3 separate regions of the Mus musculus genome follow, and regions 1 and 3 are each linked to region 2. A link is a contact called in public HiChIP or PLAC-seq data. All regions are on one chromosome and are shown on one strand. Each heading gives the region's core, a stretch centred on a gene start, on an enhancer-like site or on the middle of the called end of the contact. The rest is flanking DNA. Distances are from core to core; before and after follow the strand shown.

What was found. HiChIP or PLAC-seq counts read pairs in DNA pulled down with a chosen protein or histone mark.
Region 1: a contact with region 2 is called in an H3K4me3 HiChIP or PLAC-seq map of bone marrow-derived macrophages, with 6 times the contacts expected there. The contact joins the enhancer-like site here to the promoter of Rbm17 in region 2. A contact is called at or near these places in 1 of 39 promoter capture datasets (pre-B cells), 1 of 15 datasets of contacts at CTCF or cohesin (large pre-B cells), 2 of 484 Hi-C or Micro-C datasets (B cells and pro-B cells) and 4 of 115 datasets of contacts at active chromatin or transcription factors (T-cell acute lymphoblastic leukemia, bone marrow-derived macrophages, large pre-B cells and 1 more).
Region 3: an H3K4me3 HiChIP or PLAC-seq map of bone marrow-derived macrophages shows a contact between it and region 2, with 4 times the contacts expected there. The contact joins the enhancer-like site here to the promoter of Rbm17 in region 2. A contact is called at or near these places in 1 of 39 promoter capture datasets (cranial neural crest) and 2 of 115 datasets of contacts at active chromatin or transcription factors (bone marrow-derived macrophages and embryonic stem cells).

Annotation. Positions count from the first base shown.
Region 1 is chr2:12,279,004-12,282,708 of GRCm38.p6, forward strand. The region is part of intron 2 of Itga8 (integrin alpha 8); the gene reads right to left. Among named protein-coding and RNA genes, the nearest start is that of E030013I19Rik, 20 kb to the right of the region's middle. Within about 2 kb of position 1,853, at least 4 of the 459 cell types and tissues checked have an H3K27ac peak or open chromatin away from gene starts, as enhancers often do. A contact at or near this core is called in bone marrow-derived macrophages, where this site is marked.
Region 2 is chr2:11,601,726-11,605,315 of GRCm38.p6, forward strand. It overlaps Rbm17 (RNA binding motif protein 17), which reads right to left and starts at 1,474. Exons shown (of 12, transcript NM_152824.1): 1 at 1,360-1,474.
Region 3 is chr2:12,381,509-12,385,337 of GRCm38.p6, forward strand. Mindy3 (MINDY lysine 48 deubiquitinase 3) reads right to left here. Exons shown (of 15, transcript NM_024185.4): 10 at 595-675. Among named protein-coding and RNA genes, the nearest start is that of Mindy3, 36 kb to the right of the region's middle. Within about 2 kb of position 1,338, at least 35 of the 459 cell types and tissues checked have an H3K27ac peak or open chromatin away from gene starts, as enhancers often do. A contact at or near this core is called in bone marrow-derived macrophages, where this site is marked.

The DNA of each region.
Region 1 (3,705 bases), core at 603-3,102, 680 kb after region 2:
AGACACTTGTAAATTCCTGCAGCATGATTCACAGCAGCTAAGTTATAGTCCTAACCTAACTAACTGTCCACCAGTAGAAGAATTTAGATAAAATGTAGATACATAGCTGGGGGCATCTTTCAGTTATAAAGAACAACAAAGTTAGTATGAAAAAGTACAGAGACCATATAGCACACACTCGTGTTCACACAGGACAGAATTGAAAATGTCTCAGATTTCTCACATACATAAACATCACAGTTCCTTTTCTACCCATCCAAACTTCCTCCTCTAGATGTGTCAGCATCACGAATTGTGTGTGTGTGTGTGTGTGTGTGTGTGTGTGTGTGTGTGTAAAATAATACTAGAGCTAAGAACAGAGCTCAGTCAATAAAAGGCTAGCCTGCAGGCATAATGAACTGAATTTGATCCCCATTACCCACACCAAAGCCAGATGGGGTTGCAAGCCCGTGTAACCCCAGCACTGAGGAGAGAGAAATAAGAACATCCTTGGGCTAGCTAGTTTAGCCACATCAGTGAGCTTCAGGTTCAGTGAGACCCTGTCTCAAAAACGTAAGGTGAAGAACAAAGAAGACAGCTGACATTGAGCTCTGGCCTCTGTGTGCACTCACACATACATGCACAAGCACGTAAATAATTTCATGAACAATATATATCCAGACTCTGTATCTGTCAAGGGCCAGACAACAAATGTTTCAGGTACTGCTATCTTCCACAGTCTGTTACAACTGCCCAAGCACACACTCATAGTGAAATCAAATGACAGACAGGACAGAGGAAACTGGGTGTGGCTGAGTCTCAAAGAATTTTATGTATGGGCACAGAAACTGAAATTCCATATGATTTTTATGTGTAATAAAATATTCTTTAAATTGTTAGCCAGTTAAAACTTTGAAAGTATACATAGCTTACAGGCTGTGTAATAATAATATAGAAAGAAAAGATAGTTCAAAATCTAGTTGTAGTTTGCCAACATTTGACAGAATATTTTTAAATTGATAAACAGCATTTTGTGATCTTTAGGTAGCTGAATGTGTTTGTGTTTCACATTTAACTAGTCTGTAAGAGACAGCCATAAAGGGGTAACTGTATAGACAGACACACAGGTATCTAGAAACGTAGATAGTTACATTGGTGGACAGGTGGATAGATTGGCCAACAGATAAATCAAATTCATTCCTATTAATTCTTATGTAGTATTATATCCCATTAGATAGCCATGTGTGTTTTGGGTATCCATCTCACTTGGCTAGAAGTCTTTATTTCTTTTTATTTTGATATTAATAAATATGTGGGCACTGAGCAGTCTTATAAAATCCGTTTCATCAGAGGGTGGGGTGGAGTGTCCGTTATTCAGGACAATTAAGGGTTTCCCAGCCACTGGGCTGGGAAACAGTGTCTCAGATTTGTTGTTATTTGTTTGTTTTTATGCTCCTTTAATATTAGTATCTTTGATCACCTTTTTATGTTTGTAGACCATTCATCCCTCCCTATTAATTTCTCATTTATATCATTTGCTTATCTTCTTGTTTACATGTTGACTCTACTGATTGTATAACTGGTTATATAGTATTGATTTCTATCATTTTATATGTTGGAAACATCTCTCTCCTCTCTCTCTCCCTCTCCCTCTCTCTCTCTCTCTCTCTCTCTCTCTCTCTCTCTCTCTCCCTCTCTCTCTCTTCTCTCTCTCTCTCTCTCTCTCTCTCTCTCTCTCTCTCTCTCTCTCTCTTGTCTTTTAACTTTATGGAGCTTACTATACATGCAGAACTCATCCTTACACTCTGTGGTAGAGTTGCTGTGCTTAGTCTGACACGTAGAGCCATGTGTCTCAACAACATTGGGTTACTTCCTTTTCTTTCCACTGTGACCAAATAACTGACAGAAGCCACAGGAGGGAAGAGACACTGATTTCCATTCAGTATCTGATGAAGAAGCCATGTTAACAGCAGGAGCCTAGTCCAGGTCAAGTGACTTGGCTATTCACATCCCATCAGTGAAGAACCATACTGCATGAGACTAGAACTAGGGCTTGGCTATACTTTCAAAGTCCCCTGCCCCCAGGAGCCAACCTCTTCCTGCCATCCCCATCTCCTAAAACTTCTACAAGCTCTCTTTACTGTGCTCTATTGGTTAGAGTGTTAGACACTTGAGTCTGTGGAACACATTCAAACCATGTCAACCACATACTGAACAATTAATCTCTATTTGCTCAATGATGGTTATTTTATCTATGGAGAAAGAAGAAGGAGAAGAAGAGGAAGAAGAAGAAGAAGAAAAAGAGAAGAAGAAGAAGAAGAAGAAGAAGAAGAAGAAGAAGAAGAAGAAGAACAACAACAACAACAACAACAACAACAACAACAACAACAAGAGAGGAGGAGAAGGAGAAAAACAAACAAAACAGTCCTTACATGTCCTAGGGGACAGCATAGCCTCCAGGTGGTCTCAAACAACCTCAGTCTGTGGATTTTGTTATGAGAAAGACACAGTGATGCCCTCTCCTGTGAACATGCCTAGTCTTTAAGGCTTCCTTACTTCCATTGCTTTTCCCATTCTCTGAAATTTTCTACCCACTGTGCTATTCAGCCCTGAGAGAGCTCCCCTCTTAATTGCTCAAGTGAAAGTTAAAATACCCATCTCCCCAAGAAACAGGTTCCTAAATCACCTGACTCTGTGACTATCTTGTCATCCTTTTTGTAATAGCACTAACCACTGTCTGAGATAGTATGCTAGTTTTCCCATGTATTGGTTTCCCCTTGATAAAGTACATTAATTCCACACATAGAGACATCCTGTCTCTCCTCTGCAGTCTTCAATTCTTGAATTATTGACAGCACACTGTAAGTTGTCCATAAGTATTTATTGATTGAATAATTCAGTTTCCATGCATTTATTCAGAAGTTTCCCAGAATAAATTATTCAGTTCAATTTATTGTTGTTGAAAAAGTAAGTATGTGCATGTTGGAGAGGAAAGAAGCGAAGCAAGGAAGGAAGAAGGGAGAGAGGTAAATAGGATGAGAGACAGAGAGGTTCACCCTTTGCATTTCCTTTTAATTTATTTCTGTAATTTGGGAGTGTAGACAAACCTGAAGATACCCTGAAAAGACAGGGAGCCAAGCTGAGAAATACAGATTTCTGTCAGCAAACAGCCTGTTCTACTTTCTGGGCTGTGAATAATCCCCCTTAAACTGTATATCTGGGCAGCCTGGGTATAGATCCCAGTGGGTGGTAAGCCCACCAGCTTTAGGTCTTTTTACTTGGGGGAATGCATGTTTCAGAACAGGAGTGGGGTGTGGTGCTATAGAAGGTGGTGCACACATGAGCAAGGGCAGAGTTCTCTAATCTGTTTAGTGAAATGAGAAGGATTGATGGAGTGAAGCTAAATCAACAGCAGAGGGGTGGGAAAGGCTGAGACCACACAGGTGTGGCCAAACACTTTGGCAGATGGAACAATTTTGGGAAACTATTTATAAAACTCTCGACCTCATTCTGGAAAAGCAGTAAGTTTGGCTCTAGCTTTCGGTCATCACTTCCAAGCCTGTCGCCTCAGGGACTTTCTTCAAGCTGTTGTGGGAACTGTCCAGACAGTTTTGATCAAGAAAAGGGGGAAAGAAATCTTGAAATGTTTAAATCTTGATCATTATCAAATGTGCTTTTGCCTTTAAGTTGAAGCTATGCTTGTGAGAATAAAGAAGATTCATACAT
Region 2 (3,590 bases), core at 224-2,723:
CACATTTCCCATCCGTATTACCAAGATACCATTGGCCAGGGACTGTTAAAAACAAACTAACCAGAGTAACTAAAGCAAACAGCGCAGCAGATTTCTCTACTGTTCTGAAAGACTTGTAGAATGACCTACTAGAGGGAACTCTTCCCTGTTGGAAAGATGTGTGAAAAATTTATGCGGGGGACAGGTGGTGGGGGGGAGGAGGTACATAATAACAAATCAGGGGGTCAACAAGAACCCATATGGTAGGAGAAAAATGACGCCTGTAGGAAATCACACATGTGATTTCCACGTGTGGCTTGTCCTCGGAACTCTTAATCTCCTGCCTGCACCTTCCAAGCACTGGAATTCCAGACATATTGCCACCCTGGGCTCCATTACTCATATTTACTAAAATTTGTTATCTCGAAATGTTTACAGCTCAGCCCAGTATAAATGTGTCCCCATGATTTAAAAGAGCCACCTGTTGCAGAGAGACAGGCCTCACCTATTCCCAGAACAAGCAGAATTATAACAAGAACTTATGTCAATGGTCCCCCCTTCCTGACTTCTCAAAGGAAGGTCTGACTGATCACCCTTCTAAGTCCCTCTTCATCCTCTGTCACAGCCTTAAACTGCAGAATACTCTACAGCGCTTCTCTGCTCTTGCTTTCCCTCTTCCTCATAGGTGCAGCCTTTCCACTTGTAATAAAACTCCTCTTCCAGGTCTTTCCAGCTTGTAATCTGGTTCTTCGGATCAATCCAGGCCTGGGTTTTCCAACGAGCTTCTTAGAGATCTAACCCCTGGAGAAGCACCTTACTGAGCTTGCAGCACTCATTCAGAGCACAACTGGTCCAAGCAGAAGAAGCTCGAAAGCTAGCGGAGGGACATGAACGCTAAAACTCCCCTTAGCGCAGGCCTGAGCATGCCGGGGGTTACAACAGACACTCTCTGTCCCGGTGAGACAACGGCCTCAACCTTCACTTCAGGTGCTCTGGAAGGAAACAAGTTTTGGGGTTTGTGTTTTGGCTTCTCCATTCCTGAGGCCCGACGCAGTCTGGGTTACTGCGGTCTTGCGACCCAACAACTTGGTCTGGGCATGGGCCATGAAGAGGAGAAAGGTACTTTCTTCACTGTCAAGAGGATCGGGACTGGTGAAGGGGGGATCTAGGTGGCCCGGTGGAACGTGGCAGGCTGAAGGAGCCCAACGTGGAGGGCTGGGAACCCCCCGGGCAGCTCGGGGTGCCCCGCCCGCATCCCCGCGCCCCTCACGGCGCGGCCTAGAGCCGCGGCCTCGCGTCCAGCGCATCCGTGAAGGCGCGCACACCCGAGTCTACGTTCCGGATCAGACCGCCTGCCAGGGCCGCCGCGGCGCCACTCACCCGGCCTTCCGAGACGATTGTGCCCATGGGCCACGGCGGCGGCAGCGCGGAGCCCGGCCGCCCTGCGCGGAAGCCCGCCCACCGCCGGAGTCCGCCGCAGCGCCGAGCCTCCACGGAGTCCGCAAAGGGATGCACCGCGCGGGGTAAGAGAGCGGAGGCTGCCGGGAGTCCACGTCTGCGCCTGCGTGTGACTCGCGGAAGCAAAGCTGCACTCTCCGGCTCGCACTGCACCCTGCTGACGGGAGGACTACATTGCATCTCCTCTCTGCCGGCCAAGAGATGGCGCCATTGGCACAAGGTTTCGAGATTCATGTGCCTTCTGACCTTGGAGTAGGAGCCGAATCCCCTACTAGGCTCCAGGTATTCACTCCCAACTATTCCCTTATATACTAAATGGTGGAAATAAATTTGCAGGCGAGATGTTGCAGAATCTAATAGCATTAAAAACACACACTGAGCTAGGTCTTCAGAGAAAGAATGTAAACACTATAAACCTTGCTCGCTTGGAATAAAAATGCAGCAAATGGCAAAAGAAAGGTCAGAGAAACCAGGGCTTTGTGTAAATATGTTTTCCCCATATTTTTGGTTGCATGTAAAAATTATTTCAAGCTATAGCTGGACAGTTGTGACCCATGCCTTTAATCTCAGCCCTTGAGAGGCAGAGACAGAGATTTCTGAGTTCAAAGCCTGCCTGGTCTATATAGTGAGTTCCAGGACAGCCAGGACTACACAGAAACCCTATTTTGAAAAACAGCAACAATAACAACAACCCCCCCCCCCCCCCGCAAAGGGTGGTGGTGGTGGTGAATTCAAGCTGAAAAATGTATCAGTCAGGGTTCTCTATAGTCAGAGGACCTATAGACTGTCTATATATATTAAATGAATTTATTGCAATGATTTACACTCTGCAGTCCAACTAACCTGACAATGGGCAGCTGTGAATGGGAAACCCAAGAATCTAGTAGTTGCTCTGTCCCACGAAGTAGGTTGTTTCATCTGGTCTTCTGTCTAAGCTACAATCTGAAGAAATCGGTTCCAACAGAGATGCTGTCAAGTAAGTGCAAGAAGGTGACGAGGAGTGAGTCAATCTTCTTTCTCCCAATGTCTTTATGTCCTCAAGTTCCACACCTGGATCCGGAACTTGCTTTGTCCCAGGCTGGCCTTGAACTCAGAGAACTGCTTGCCTCAGTGTCCTGGGATTAAAGTTGTGCACTACCTTGCCTGGGCTGTCTCATGATCTCCATGTCAAGATCTGGGTCAGCAGCCTGTGTCTTCCAGCCTCAAGATCCTGTGTGCCCTCCATTTCTGGATTGTAGTTCATTCCAGATGTAGTCGAGTTGAAAACCAGGAATAGCCATCATAAAACTGTGGAGGTGGACCTTACACAAGTGAACACACCAACATTATAATCTGATTTACAAGAAAGTGTTCAAATAATTCTGAAAGTGCCAGGCGTGGTGGCACACGCCTTTAATCCCAGCACTCGGGAGGCAGAGGCAGGGGGATTTCTGAGTTCGAGGCCAGCCTGGTCTACAGAGTGAGTTCCAGGACAGCCAGAGCTATACAGAGAAACCCTGTCTCGAAAAGCCAAATAAATAAATAAATAATAAAAATTTAAAAAATTTTAAAAATTCTGAAAGCTTGAAAATGCAAGCCTGGAATAAAGTACCAGCTTGTGGCAGATAAACATAAAGAAATCAGATAGCAACACCATGTGTGGGTTGATTAAAAGTTTGACATGACATTTTATAATACAATTCCTGTTGAAAAAAAAATAAAATCTGTACATCAAAAAAATACAATCTTGTTATTCATAGTAAACACTATAGGAAATAATAAATAGGGAAAAGGAATTAACACACACACACACACACACACACACACACACACACACATGTAATAGTTGAGATTTTGTTTTTGTGGGGCAGAAGAGAACAGTTAAGAGCACCAGCTGCTCTTCCAAAGGACCTGGGGCTCTTTATAACCTACTTAGCACCCACATGACAGCTCACAAACATCTGTAACTATAGTCCCAGGGGATCTCATGGCCTCTGTGAGTGACAGTCACAGGTGGTACATAGACTTATATGCAGACCAAACACCTGCACTCAAAAAATATATTAAAAAAAAAAAGAAAATTGAAGCTTTAAAAAAAAAATCAATTTTGTAGGTTTACTATTATAGGCCTTCTTTTGGCTTTTTGGTTTGTTTGTTTTGTTTTTTTATTGTTT
Region 3 (3,829 bases), core at 88-2,587, 780 kb after region 2:
TTCTTAACAGCATCAGAGACATTGGAAAACTTTTCATAGAGTAATGAGCACTTGTCTTGTGCTAGACACCACTAAATATCTTAGATTTAAGGCTGACAGCACTTCTAAGACCTAGGTACTGTTAAAAAGCCCTACTGTAAACACAGAGGAAAAGAGCCCAAGAGATGTTGCAAAGAAACTAGGGTTTAAATGAAGGTGTTTGATGCCAAAGCTTTTACCACCCCACTGTGGAAAATATTACGTCTTGTTAAAAAGAAAGATTTAGAAACCATTTTATGTAAGAATCTAAAATAAAACTAAAATGGTTTCTTCCACATCTCAGCAACTTCTAAACAAAATCAAAAGCCAGAGCTCTTGAGTCAGCAGAGATAAAGACATGTAATGGAGTCAGGAAGGACTTCACTGAGGTGACTCCAACCCCAGAGCAAAGCAACAGTGTTTTCTGTAGTGTGAACTGATAAGATTTCTGGGAAACATTCCATTTATTACTGGCTGGATTTTCATCTGCACAAAGATCAAACTAAATATGGACTCACAATATTACTTGTTTGGCTAATATCATTGTGGAAAAAAAAAAGTCCCCTATAAGCATACCTTGGCAAAAAATACGGTGAGGTGAGTTTCGCTGCCAACAATCCAAATAGGGAATTTTGGAGATTTCAAGTAAGAACCAACCTAGAATAAATTCAGCAAAGTAAAACAAATAAATGAAAGATTTTATGCTGTCCCTTAAATATTTGTGCAGAAATATGTGAAACATAACAGGCGTTCATTAACACTTCTTACCACAGAGGTTAGATGGTAAGTGCAGACAGGACCTGTGTCTAAGCTTATACTGCATCTTTAAACCAGACACTGCAATGCAGATCTTACATACACATGTGTCACAGCTGGAAATGAGGACTTTAGATCAAGAAATCCTATATAAGATTGTGCCACAAAGCTTCTAAGCACTTCATTTGTGACTGAGAAAAAGTTTAATTTTGAGCACATAAGACAGATTTACACAGCCTATCATGTTTACACCAACTGACTCTACACTTCCATGAGGACACTTCCTTTGAAAACAATGAATCTTCGCAATCTCCTTTGCTTTTCCTCCTCAGACTGGGAAACTGTAAGAAATGACCTACAGCACTCAGGGCACATTATCCTTTTCTATTTAGCCAGCAGCCCCTATTTTAGCAGCACAACAGCCCTTGGGAATTTACTCTCACCATGAGGTGGAAAACAGGAACTCTTGTATTCATGGCAGAAAACTTAGTTCCCTTGCCCTATGAAAGCAGGGATGAGTCAGCTGCGCTAACATGCAACAGAATGCCCACCAAATAGGAAGGCTCCTTTGAGGGCAGTGGAGAGGAAATGAGTGAGGAAAGGGCAGCTGCTCAGTTAGTCGATGTGGCTGTGGAGCTGAGCAACAAGAGACCTCGCTTGAGAGAGTACAGAGAGGTGCATGGTGGCAGGCAGGGCCTGGCTGAACTTAAGCACCAACTGCAGAGCTAGAATCACAAACAGTTGCCCGGGCACCTAGACTGAGTCACAGACTGGACATTCTAGCTGCTGCTTAATTTCTCTTAGAAAAGGCAAGTGTGCTTCACTTAAGGTAGAGGTTTAAAAGGGGGGTGTAAAATGTTATAGTTGAAACCGCTGAACTAATGGTGCATTTGATCATAAAATCAGTCACCACAGTACACAACATTGTCCTTATTTTGGAAATCAAAGTGCTCTAATAGCTGAATAGAATTACCGTGTGGCCAGGCAATTTAATCCTGAGTACACCATAATGTAAAAACATATGGCTATAAAAATAATATGTGGACAAATGTTCACAGTAGCAGTATTTATAACAGCTAAAATTGGAAATTATCACTCTGAAGTCTTAAATATGAATCATGAAGATATTTCCATAATGAAGGGAGGTAGGTGTGGCCGTAAAGGGAAAAGGAGAGGCTGATGCATAGTTCTGAATTATGTTCAAAGGGTTAGATGGCTAAGTATTAAAAACACCCAAATTAAGTTCTTAGCAATCAGAACAATTGCTTCTGCAAATCATGTTAGACTAGGCTAATCTGTTCTTCTTCCTGAGACTACTAAGGTAAATAATTAATGATAAAGCCTCCTTATAAAGGCAGAGAGAGAGAGAGAGAGAGAGAGAGAGAGAGAGAATGAATAGAGAAGACTCTAGCTACTCTATTCTTCAGGACAAATTACATTTAAAGTTTTACAATAGGAACAGGATTTTGTTTTTTTTTTAATGTATAGTTTGAAACATCTATGAGTTAATGGGTGGAAACAGATTGATACACTATAAAACAAGAGTGGTCTCAACATAGAAAGAAAGAAATTACTAATACACAGGTGAAGGAACCCACAGAGCCAGAAAGTTGAACTGTGATTTCTGGTGTGAGGAAGAAGGAGTGGCTGCCCGGTTAGACCTACTCTTGGGGGAGTGGGGTGTGTGTATGTGAGGAAAACCTTCCAGAACTAGGTAAGGACGATGGTTGCACAGCTTTACAAATATAGCAACATCCACAGAACCATATACATCCAAAATGGTGATCTTTATGAGATATAAGTTATGCTTTCTTATTTTTAAACACACCGCTAAAAGCATCATTCTTTATTGGTGTGTGCATGTGTGTGTAGAAAGGTTATAAATAGGTATTGCTTCATTTATGTACCTAAATATATATGCTGAAAATAAATTAAATGATAGTGTCATTATTAGAAAGCAATCTGTTCCACTCTCAGAGAATGGAGAAATGTTTAGATTTATAACATTTATTCAAACATAATTCATTCCCTTTGTGCCATTCCCCTAATTATCTGGTGAAACGTAAGTAAATACGTGTTGGCTGAGAACTTGCATACTGCTGAGGTTACCTATAGCATTTTAGACACCGACTATTGGGTTTGATGTCCAGGTTATAAACTAGTCAGTCTCCTTTAAGGATAGCTGATAAAACTGATACCAATTCATTCTCTTCATGCTCCTCATACTCCAGATCAGTCTATTTGCCCATATGTCAGGTACCAGACATGGTTACAGTCTTATGGCACAGAGCCCACTGGAATTATTCAAATCAGCACATCATGACAGCCTAGGGAACCAAGCTAGTTCCACCCCTCTTGCCATGTAGAATCTGTGCCTGCAGCTCCAATTTGCTGGTACCCAGTTCCCAAGTGAAAGCCATTGGTGGTTTGATTGTCAGCTCTCTTTATCTCTCATTTATAAGCAACCTTGCATCAGAGCATTAGAATAATCCTGTAAAAGTCTAATACCATTGGGGAAGAGATTTAAAAAAAAAGAGTCACCATAGAGGAGTCATTCCTCACAAATAATGTGAAAGAGGAGCTGGGGCAGGCTGCAGAGATGGCTCAGCCCTCAAAGGCTAGGCTCACAACCAAATCTGGAGAGTAACTGAGGAAATGTCAGGAAATACTTCTTCTGACACAACTTAAAATCAACCCAAGGGACAAGTCAACCATTTATGTAACGAGATGGGAGACTGGGAAATGGCAGACCCCCAATGTGGCTGGAACGGGGCAATGGAGGGAACAACACTGACTGAGAAGATAGGATCCAGTTGAAGATTTACACAACATGGCTATGGGGTTTAAAAGAGAACCAGCCCCCTGAGTACACATATCTGAGCACCTGGCCCCCAGTCAGGGGTGCTGTCTGGGAGTTTATCAAATCTTAGGAGGTAGAACATTGCTGAAGGATGTACATCACTGGAAGCGAGATTTAGAGGTTATAACCTTTGGCCCACTTCCTGTTCTCTCTCTGCTTCCTATTCTTCCCACCATAGAGTGTAGTCCCTGACAT